Linked DNA regions of Anser cygnoides: region 2 is linked to region 1. The links are chromatin contacts, called in public Hi-C maps. All regions are on one chromosome and are shown on one strand. The core of a region is the stretch at or near the end of the contact, and the rest is flanking DNA. Distances in the headings are between cores, read along the strand shown.

Region 1 (4,304 bases), core at 971-3,470:
AGGCTTACTTCAAAATATGTTATAATTTATGTAAGTATAAGTTACTAGAAGGAAGAATAACACTCGTCCAGCTTCCATAGAACTAGCTTCACATATATAAGGTAGAGAAACAAAAAATAAAAATAAAAATTAAAAAATCCACAACAAATCCAAGACCCCCCAGAAGGCCATAGCTGGTAGATTGGATGCAGTATAATTGCACCTGACTGATTACACCAGCTTCCATGAGATGTGGAGTGTAAAGCCAGAGCCAGGCCATGGAACAATGATGCACCTAGTGGCTCTTTAATTTTCAGTCTCACTGAAAATTAGCAAAAAATGTGGAATGTAAGAGTAATGTCAAAGTGAAACCCACAGTTACTATATAAGGAGTCAGATTCCTAAAATTCTCTGAATGGAATAGGTCAATATTTAATCCTACTTTTGGAAAGTGTTTGAGGGAAGTAATATAACTGTCACTCAGAGTGCATTAAATCCTTTTGAGACTGAATTTTCTCACTGACTGTGAAAATATCTGAAAATTATTAGGATAGTATTTACTAGGTAAGATGTGATTTATAAGTTTTTCAGAAAATTCTTATGACGTTGGAAGCATTCCAACATTTTGTTGGAAACAAAACTTGCATTGACGTTTGCTTCTCTCTAATATGAAGCTTCATGTACATTGCATGACCTAACATTGTGGAATGTGTTTACAAAATACTGGCCCAAAAATAATTAAGATGTGGTAATGTGATCTTCCTATAGAGCTCACAGTGAATTATGTTTTCACCTTTTTTTTTTAAAAAAAAAAAAAAAAAACTTTTCTGTTGAATTACATCTAAACAATAAAAACCAGGAACAGCTCTGCCTTCAGAATGCAATGCAACCTCTTTCAATTTGCAAAAGCTTCTCCACAATAAATAAAAAACCCTTACAGAAGAATGACAAAAGAGAACTAATTATCCTTGTGTATATTTGGTAGGACATAAAAAGCTTTTTCAGATCCTTCTGTCATAATGGGTTTCATTGTGAGAAATTAGGTTGGAAAGAAAAGGTGCAATTGAAAACAAATTCTGCTCTGCATAAATAGGACTGCTACTTCGTAATTCCCCAAAACGGCTGTATTTATTATATAAATAAGACTTTATTCTCCCAGCTAGTCCCACTACTGAGGTTTTCTTCCTCCAACAAAATGGCCTCTGTACTTGAGACCTCTCTTCTAGAGGATACACTGTTTGAAAGTTGCATTCCAGGATGGGCTTGCCTATTTTGGGACTGTTATTCTGTGAAAACTTCCTGAAGAAAGCAGTGAGTGAAAAGAAATGAGTGCATTTGCTTTGAATCTGTGTTTCATTTCAAACCTGACGTAGACTTCGGAATTGTTAAGAGCTGAGACTTGGGAGCATTTTTTTGCTAGTTTGCTTTGCTTTTTTGAGACAATCTTTGCCTTAGTGAGGTTCTGAGTAAAGACAAAACTCTCTTCTCATTGTCATTTTTATCTTGTTCACCCCATGCCCTGTAAGCAGCATTGTTCATTGCAGTGGAGTCTGTAGTGCTGCCAGAAAAATATTCAAGATCTCAAGCACAGCAGGAGCAAAAAAACTGTCTAGTGTTGTTAGTAAAACCTTTCTGATAGACAAAACCAAACAGTAATGGTTTAAAACTGTGCCTGTGCAAAAGTTGGGGTGCATTCTGGTCCAGGCTGGTTTATATATGTACACGTGTTTGCAGTTGGAGCATGTCCTGCAGTTGTGCCGGAGCTGTCTCCTTGTTTGCATTTAAGGAGTGATCAGGAACCAAGCTGAGGGGAGGGGTGAGGATGGAAACCAGGCACAAAAAGAGAAGATTTTATAGAAGTATTTGTGATTTAGAGGCATATAAACCTGCCTCTGTCTCCTGATGATTTGCTTGGTGTGATATTGCTGTGCTTTTTTTTTCATTTCCTATTATGTTTCATGTTTCACATAAATACCCCCTTTATCAGTCATTATCTTTTCTCCGAGGGACTTTAGGAAGCATATCGTGGCAAAACCTATGTTAATATGGGATGCAAACAAAAAGTCATTTCACAGGTAGTAAATTTATTACGCTATTTTGTTAAATAAATAAATACATTCTCCGGGATGTGATAGCATGCCGATTGACCCTTTCTGTGCAGTAGCCACAGGCTGGGACCAGGCAGAGCCTGGCAGCGAAGGCCGGCAGCGGGATGCTGTGGGGTGGGCTCCAGCCTTAGCACTGCGGAGCTCTCTGCGCTAGGAGGAGCGCTTGAGCTGACCCAGCAGTCGCTCCTCTAGTGTTAGAGACCCTCAGCAGAGGGGAATTTTTGTTATATTTTCCTAACGCAATTTTTTTGGTTTGTTTATTTCACTAACTAGCGGGGTTTATTAAATTAATTTCAGGGGGGATGAAGTTGCTTGTTTACACTTACGTGTCTTTTTGTGTGTCTGTTACTATGCATTGCACTCAATACAATTTGTTATGATTCTGGCATCATAAAGGGGCTCAAGTGCAGAAGTCAAAGTTCCCAGCCTGGCTCAGGAGTGTTTAGTGCAATAGCTGAAATGCACCGTATGTCTTGTCAGCTTTATGGTAATGAATTATATTACACTGATTGAAACCAGTGACTGAGAAAGACAGAGTTTCTCTATTTATACCTTTGCCAAGATGAAAAAATCTTCACACTTTATATTTGAATGTTTCTTTCATTCTAATTGTAAATTACTCAAACGTTACAGCTTCTATACATTTGGATGGAGATTATTCCTCAGCCTAACAGACCTCATTATTATAATGCTTATCCTGATATTCAATTTATTTTTGCTTCTGCCTTAATTCCCCCTCTTTTGTGATGTTGATAAGCTTTATGTATTGTGTTACATCCTCCTGGCCCAGTTAAAAATAATAATAAACCTCCTAACTGGACAACAAAAGCCTTTGTCCTCTCTAATATGAAGCTTTTTTTTTCTGTATACTACTAACTCTAGGTTGTTTCTTTAGTATAATCACATTGTTACCATCCTATACCTATATCTGTGACAACTGTGAAAATATAGCCCTAAATTATATGGCTATTCTTTGTTGTGCAACAACTAATTCAATTTCTGGCATTGGACTAGAGTTTTTTGGCATTATATCTGGCCTATTATCTCTGAACCTATCCATATTTTCAGTTATTTTTCCCTGGAAGTAATTGTTTATTATCCTCTATCCTGTGTGTAGATTTTCTGCCCATGTATCTCACTTCTATTAGCCTCGTTGTACTAATTTTTTTGTCTTTGTTGGTGTCTTCAGCATTTAGTTTCGTCTAAGAACTGATTCAGTATGCAGCATATCCTTTAGTCCAGTTCATTAATAAAGATGTTAAATAAAACTGTGACTAACACTAATCCCTCTGGCACACAGCTGGACACTTCCCTTCCAACTCAGTACATTGCCACTTATCATTACCCTTTCCTTATGATCTGTCAGCCAGTTTTCTGTCTATGAGATAGTATATCACATCCCAGCTCTTCTGAGTTTGTCTACAGAGCAAGATTTTTAGAGAAACTGCATCAAACACTGTGTCCTGTCACTTTGTTCCACCGAAGATAAAGCCAATTTTTAAAAATAATCAGTTCATCTGATATCTTGTTCATTAGTAATCTGTTCTTTTGATCACCATTTTCTCTAAGAGTTTACAAAGCCATTTCTCCCTAAAACTATTTTTGCTTCTATAGTGTCTGTATTTTGTTTTTATTGTCTATCTTTTGCTACTGTATTGCATGTCAATGTCCAGCAAAATATTTGTCAAGGTTCTCTTCCTTATTTGAAAAACAAGAAAGGAAGGATTTTTTTTCTCTAGTAAAATACTTCAGAATGCAGTGCAAATTTAGTTAATGTCACTTATAACTTATCTACAGCAATGTCTGTATACAGAAATGTGGAAAGAGAGCAAACTGTTCTTCTGTGGATTTCATAGAAAGAAACAAGAGGTCCCTTACATTTGTTTGCTATCCTTACTAATTCTGTAAGAATTCCTAAAGATATTGAGACGTATATCAGATAGACATGTTTATTTGGTGTTTCCAGGTATGATTTTTTTTCAAAGTATGTTCTCTATTAACGTTTTTGAGTACTTACTGATCAACTCTTTTCAGATGTTTCCAGTTGTGGTGTTTTTTTTTTTCCTTTTTTCCTTATGCATTTCTGCATGCCAACATTTTATTAATTTCTCAGAATTATGTTTTTGGTAGTCTGTTACTCATGTGTTGCCATAGTGTCTGTGTTCATTTCTTGGTTTGAAGTCTAATATGTTCTGATCAGAGGCACCAAGCATCTTT
Region 2 (4,304 bases), core at 1,343-3,842, 120 kb after region 1:
ATGGACTTAACAGCTCTTAGTCCTTGCTCTCCCATCCCCCCCAACACCCCATCCGTTCCAGCTTCTACTTCTCCTTTCTAAGCTGGTCTCACTGATATATCCATATCTGAGCTCTAAGCAGTCGTTCCCAAGTTGCATTTAGCATTAGTAGCTACTTCTTCAGAACTGCGAAAAATGGCTTGTAAACCCCCAAATTTGTCTATTTTCCCTTCCATACCAGTTGCTCTGATAAAAGATATTAGCTGTAAGTACAAACCTTGTCCCGCATGCACCGATCCTTCCACTAGAACACATTTCTGGCTTGCAGCACACAGCAACTTAGTGACTTTTCATTTGTATTTTTCCCCCCAGTTTGAGAACTGAGCATTTCATAAATATTTCAAATGCAGACCCCTGTAGAGAGAATTTAAGCCAACTGAGGATGGACTTGCATGTCTTAACTGCCTTTCCTGGATTCTGCGATGCATCCCCAGGTGTGGAAACCACATGTGGAAAGCCACAGAGTCTTCCTGACACTGGCTAGAAATTCACGCTTATTTTCTCTGTGAAAGAGTGTGCATAATATCTGTTCTTATCCAAAGATTCAGCGTTCAATTATTTTAGAATGAATAGGAAAACAATACTATCATTTAAGGCTGAATATAAATCAGGTTTTGTGCTAGGAAGGAGTGGGTAATTTTAATTACTGAGGCAGATGTGAAGAGGAAAATCTCTAGATTAAAACAGTAAATATGTTATACAAGGAATCAAACCTTTTTTCAGCAGGAGATGGAAAGAGACAGCATTTGTGCTCATCACTTTTGAACTGAAGTCCTCGGAGAAGAGAGCTCTTGACAGAACTCAATGAACCTCAGTAAATGAGGACATCAGCAATCAACATATTTAAGGTTGGGCAATTTCCAAACACAATCCTGCTCCAGCAGTCGTTATACAGCACAGATCTTGCTCTTAATTAGTTTGAATGTGGGACAGCACTGCTGGGAGAAAGAAAGTGGCCTAAATAGCAGGCCCAAATTTTATCTGCAGCTATCCAAGAAATACGGATGTCTTTTATTAACCCTTGCCACCTATGACAGCTAGAAGTACATACTAGGCTTGTCTTATTCCTAATGGATTTTTGCAGCCCATTAGCCTATAAGGGAAGAGGGTCGTAGCATGCCGCAGAGAACCAAGACAGCTGGCCAGGGAAGTTTCGCGCCTGGTTCTGCTCTGAAAGGCAGCATTAACAGTCAGACAAATACGAGGACATTCATGTCCACGACACAGAGGTTTGGTTACTGAGCGTTTAGAAAACGTGCTGGGATCTTCCTCACCTCCAGGAGCACAGTTTATTATTCTTCTTGAATTCCAGAGAGCCCGGTAAATCCCCCGCTCAGCCTCCACCATTTTTCCAGGCTGCGCACTTTGGGAGAACCAACAGAACGGCCATTCTGCACCAGCGGACGCGCCTCAGACATGCCGAAAGAAATGGCCATTGTTGGCAATTACTGTATGCCCATTCACTTGGCAAAACCCTCCTTTCTCAGGACATAGCGAGCACTTTAAAAACCTGACGGGAGGTACTTCAGGTCACACAGCATTCATCTCAAATTAAGCTCAAATAGCTGCGTGTTGGGCAGATGGGGGAAGAGGGGCTGGGACGCCCTATTTTCGTGATTATTTTGTGTTTCAGGCTAGTGCTGTAGTTGCTCTAGGAGGAACACGTAGATGAAATACTGACAATAACTGAGTACTGAGATCCTTAAGATGTCTCTGGAGAGAGGGAGGTGGGTTTTGGCTGTCTCACACCACCAGCTGCATGTTTCTGAGGCGGCTCTCGCGGGCTCAGCTCTCAAACAGCCCAAGTCGCTGCAACCACCGGATCCCCTCGATGTAAGCCCCGCACCGACCCCCGTTATTGTTCCCCGCTCCCTCCCCTCCTCCCACCCTTCCGCCGCCCCCTGCCCCTTCGGAATCACCGACCGGGCCGGGACGAGCAGGGCGGCCGTCCCCGGGGGGCGATGCCCGGCCTGCCGTGCCCCCAGCCCAGCCTCCGGCCACAACTTGCCCCCCCCCCTCCCTTCCCTTCCCCTCCCTGCGGCTCCGCGGCGGGGGGCGCGCTGAGGGGAGCGTGCGGCGGCCGCTTTGTGAGGGGCTTCGCCCGCCCTTTGTGCCGCCCGCCCGCGCTCCCCGGGACCCCCCCTGTCCCCCGCAACCCCTCCGAGCTCGTCTCCCCCCTGCGGGGGCTCGACGCGGGGCGGCCCTGCCCGGCCCCCCCTCAGCCCCGTCCCGCCCCGTCCCGCCCCGCCGCCTTTGTGCGCGGCGCGGGGCAGCCCCGCGGCCGCCTTGCGCCCGCCCCCGGGCGCGGCGCTGGAGCCGGTCCCTTGCGCAGGAAACTTCGGCGTCGGTTTCAAGGCCCCTCCCCGGCGGGGCAGGCAGACTGCGGGGCGCCTGGAAACCGGTCGGAGGGCGCGCGGGCTCGGGGGGCCGGCACAAATGGTCGGGCGGCGGCGGCGGCGGCGGCGCTAGGAGGCGGTGGCGGCGGGAGGGAGGCAGGCACGGAGGGAGGGCGGCGGGCGCTGCCTGCCGGGGCGGGCGGCAGCGGCAGAGCAGCAGCAGCAGCAGCAGCAGCGCGAGTGGCGGCCGGGGCTGCCCCGTCCCTGCCCGCCGCTCCCTTCATGAGCCGCAGCTCGGGGCCCGGAGGAGCGGCGCGGCGGCGGCGGAGGGAGCCCGGCAGCGACTGAGCATGGCCGAGCGGCGCGGGCCGGCGGGCGGCGGGGAAGTTGGCGGCGGCCGGTGCCGGCGGCTGCTGCCGGTGCCGCTGCTGCCGCTGCTGCTGCTGTGGGCGGCGGCGCTGCCGGCCGGGGGGCAGCCGCCCGCGCCGCAGTACAACGGCGAGCGGGGCATCTCCATCCCGGACCACGGGTACTGCCAGCCCATCTCCATCCCGCTGTGCACCGACATCGCCTACAACCAGACCATCATGCCCAACCTGCTGGGCCACACCAACCAGGAGGACGCGGGGCTGGAGGTGCACCAGTTCTACCCGCTGGTCAAGGTGCAGTGCTCGGCCGAGCTCAAGTTCTTCCTCTGCTCCATGTACGCGCCCGTCTGCACCGTGCTGGAGCAGGCCCTGCCGCCCTGCCGCTCCCTTTGCGAGCGCGCCCGCCAGGGCTGCGAGGCCCTCATGAACAAGTTCGGCTTCCAGTGGCCCGACACGCTGCGCTGCGAGAAGTTCCCGGTGCACGGGGCCGGCGAGCTGTGCGTGGGGCAGAACGCCTCCGAGCGCGGCACCCCGACGCCCGCCTTGCACCCCGAGAGCTGGACCAGCAACCCCCAGCGCGGGGGTGCCGGCGGCGGGGCCGGGGGCTCGGGGCCCGGCGAGCCCCGTGGGCGCTTCTCCTGCCCGCGGGCGCTGAAGGTGCCCTCTTACCTGAACTACCGCTTCCTGGGCGAGAAGGACTGCGGGGCGCCCTGCGAGCCCGGCCGCCTCTACGGGCTCATGTACTTCGGGCCCGAGGAGCTGCGCTTCTCCCGCACCTGGATCGGCATCTGGTCGGTGCTCTGCTGCGCCTCCACCCTCTTCACCGTGCTCACCTACCTGGTGGACATGAAGCGGTTCAGCTACCCCGAGCGGCCCATCATCTTCCTCTCGGGATGCTACACGGCCGTGGCCGTGGCCTACATCGCCGGCTTCCTGCTGGAGGAGAGGGTGGTCTGCAACGAGCGCTTCGCTGAGGACGGCTCCCGGACCGTGGCGCAGGGCACAAAGCGGGAGGGCTGCACCATCCTCTTCATGATGCTCTACTTCTTCGGCATGGCCAGCTCCATCTGGTGGGTCATCCTCTCCCTCACCTGGTTCCTGGCCGCCGGCATGAAGTGGGGCCACGAGGCCATCGAGGCCAACTCCCAGTACTTCCACCTGGCCGCCTGGGCCGTGCCGGCCATCAAGACCATCACCATCCTGGCCCTGGGGCAGGTGGACGGGGACGTGCTCAGCGGCGTCTGCTTTGTGGGCATCAACAACGTGGACGCGCTGCGGGGCTTCGTGCTGGCCCCCCTGTTCGTCTACCTGTTCATCGGCACCTCCTTCCTGCTGGCTGGCTTTGTGTCCCTCTTCAGGATCCGGACCATCATGAAGCACGATGGCACCAAGACGGAAAAGCTGGAGAAGCTCATGGTGAGGATAGGCATCTTCAGCGTCCTCTACACGGTGCCGGCCACCATCGTCATTGCCTGCTATTTTTACGAGCAAGCTTTTAGGGAACAGTGGGAAAGGAGCTGGGTCACGCAGAGCTGTAAGAGCTATGCCATCCCCTGTCCTA

The links. Hi-C and Micro-C count contacts between places; a contact is called where the count stands out from the background.
Region 2: a Hi-C map of fetal liver shows a contact between it and region 1, with 1.8 times the contacts expected there. The contact joins the promoter of FZD1 here to the enhancer-like site in region 1. A contact is called at or near these places in 2 of 7 Hi-C or Micro-C datasets (fetal liver and granulosa cells).

Annotation. Positions count from the first base shown.
Region 1 is chr2:24,536,256-24,540,559 of Taihu_goose_T2T_genome, forward strand. The region is part of intron 12 of CDK14 (cyclin dependent kinase 14); the gene reads left to right. Among named protein-coding and RNA genes, the nearest start is that of FZD1, 120 kb to the right of the region's middle. Within about 2 kb of position 2,221, at least 2 of the 3 cell types and tissues checked have open chromatin away from gene starts, as enhancers often do. A contact at or near this core is called in fetal liver, where this site is marked.
Region 2 is chr2:24,656,384-24,660,687 of Taihu_goose_T2T_genome, forward strand. It overlaps FZD1 (frizzled class receptor 1), which reads left to right and starts at 2,593. Exons shown (of 2, transcript XM_048077531.2): 1 at 2,593-4,304. The coding sequence starts at 2,726.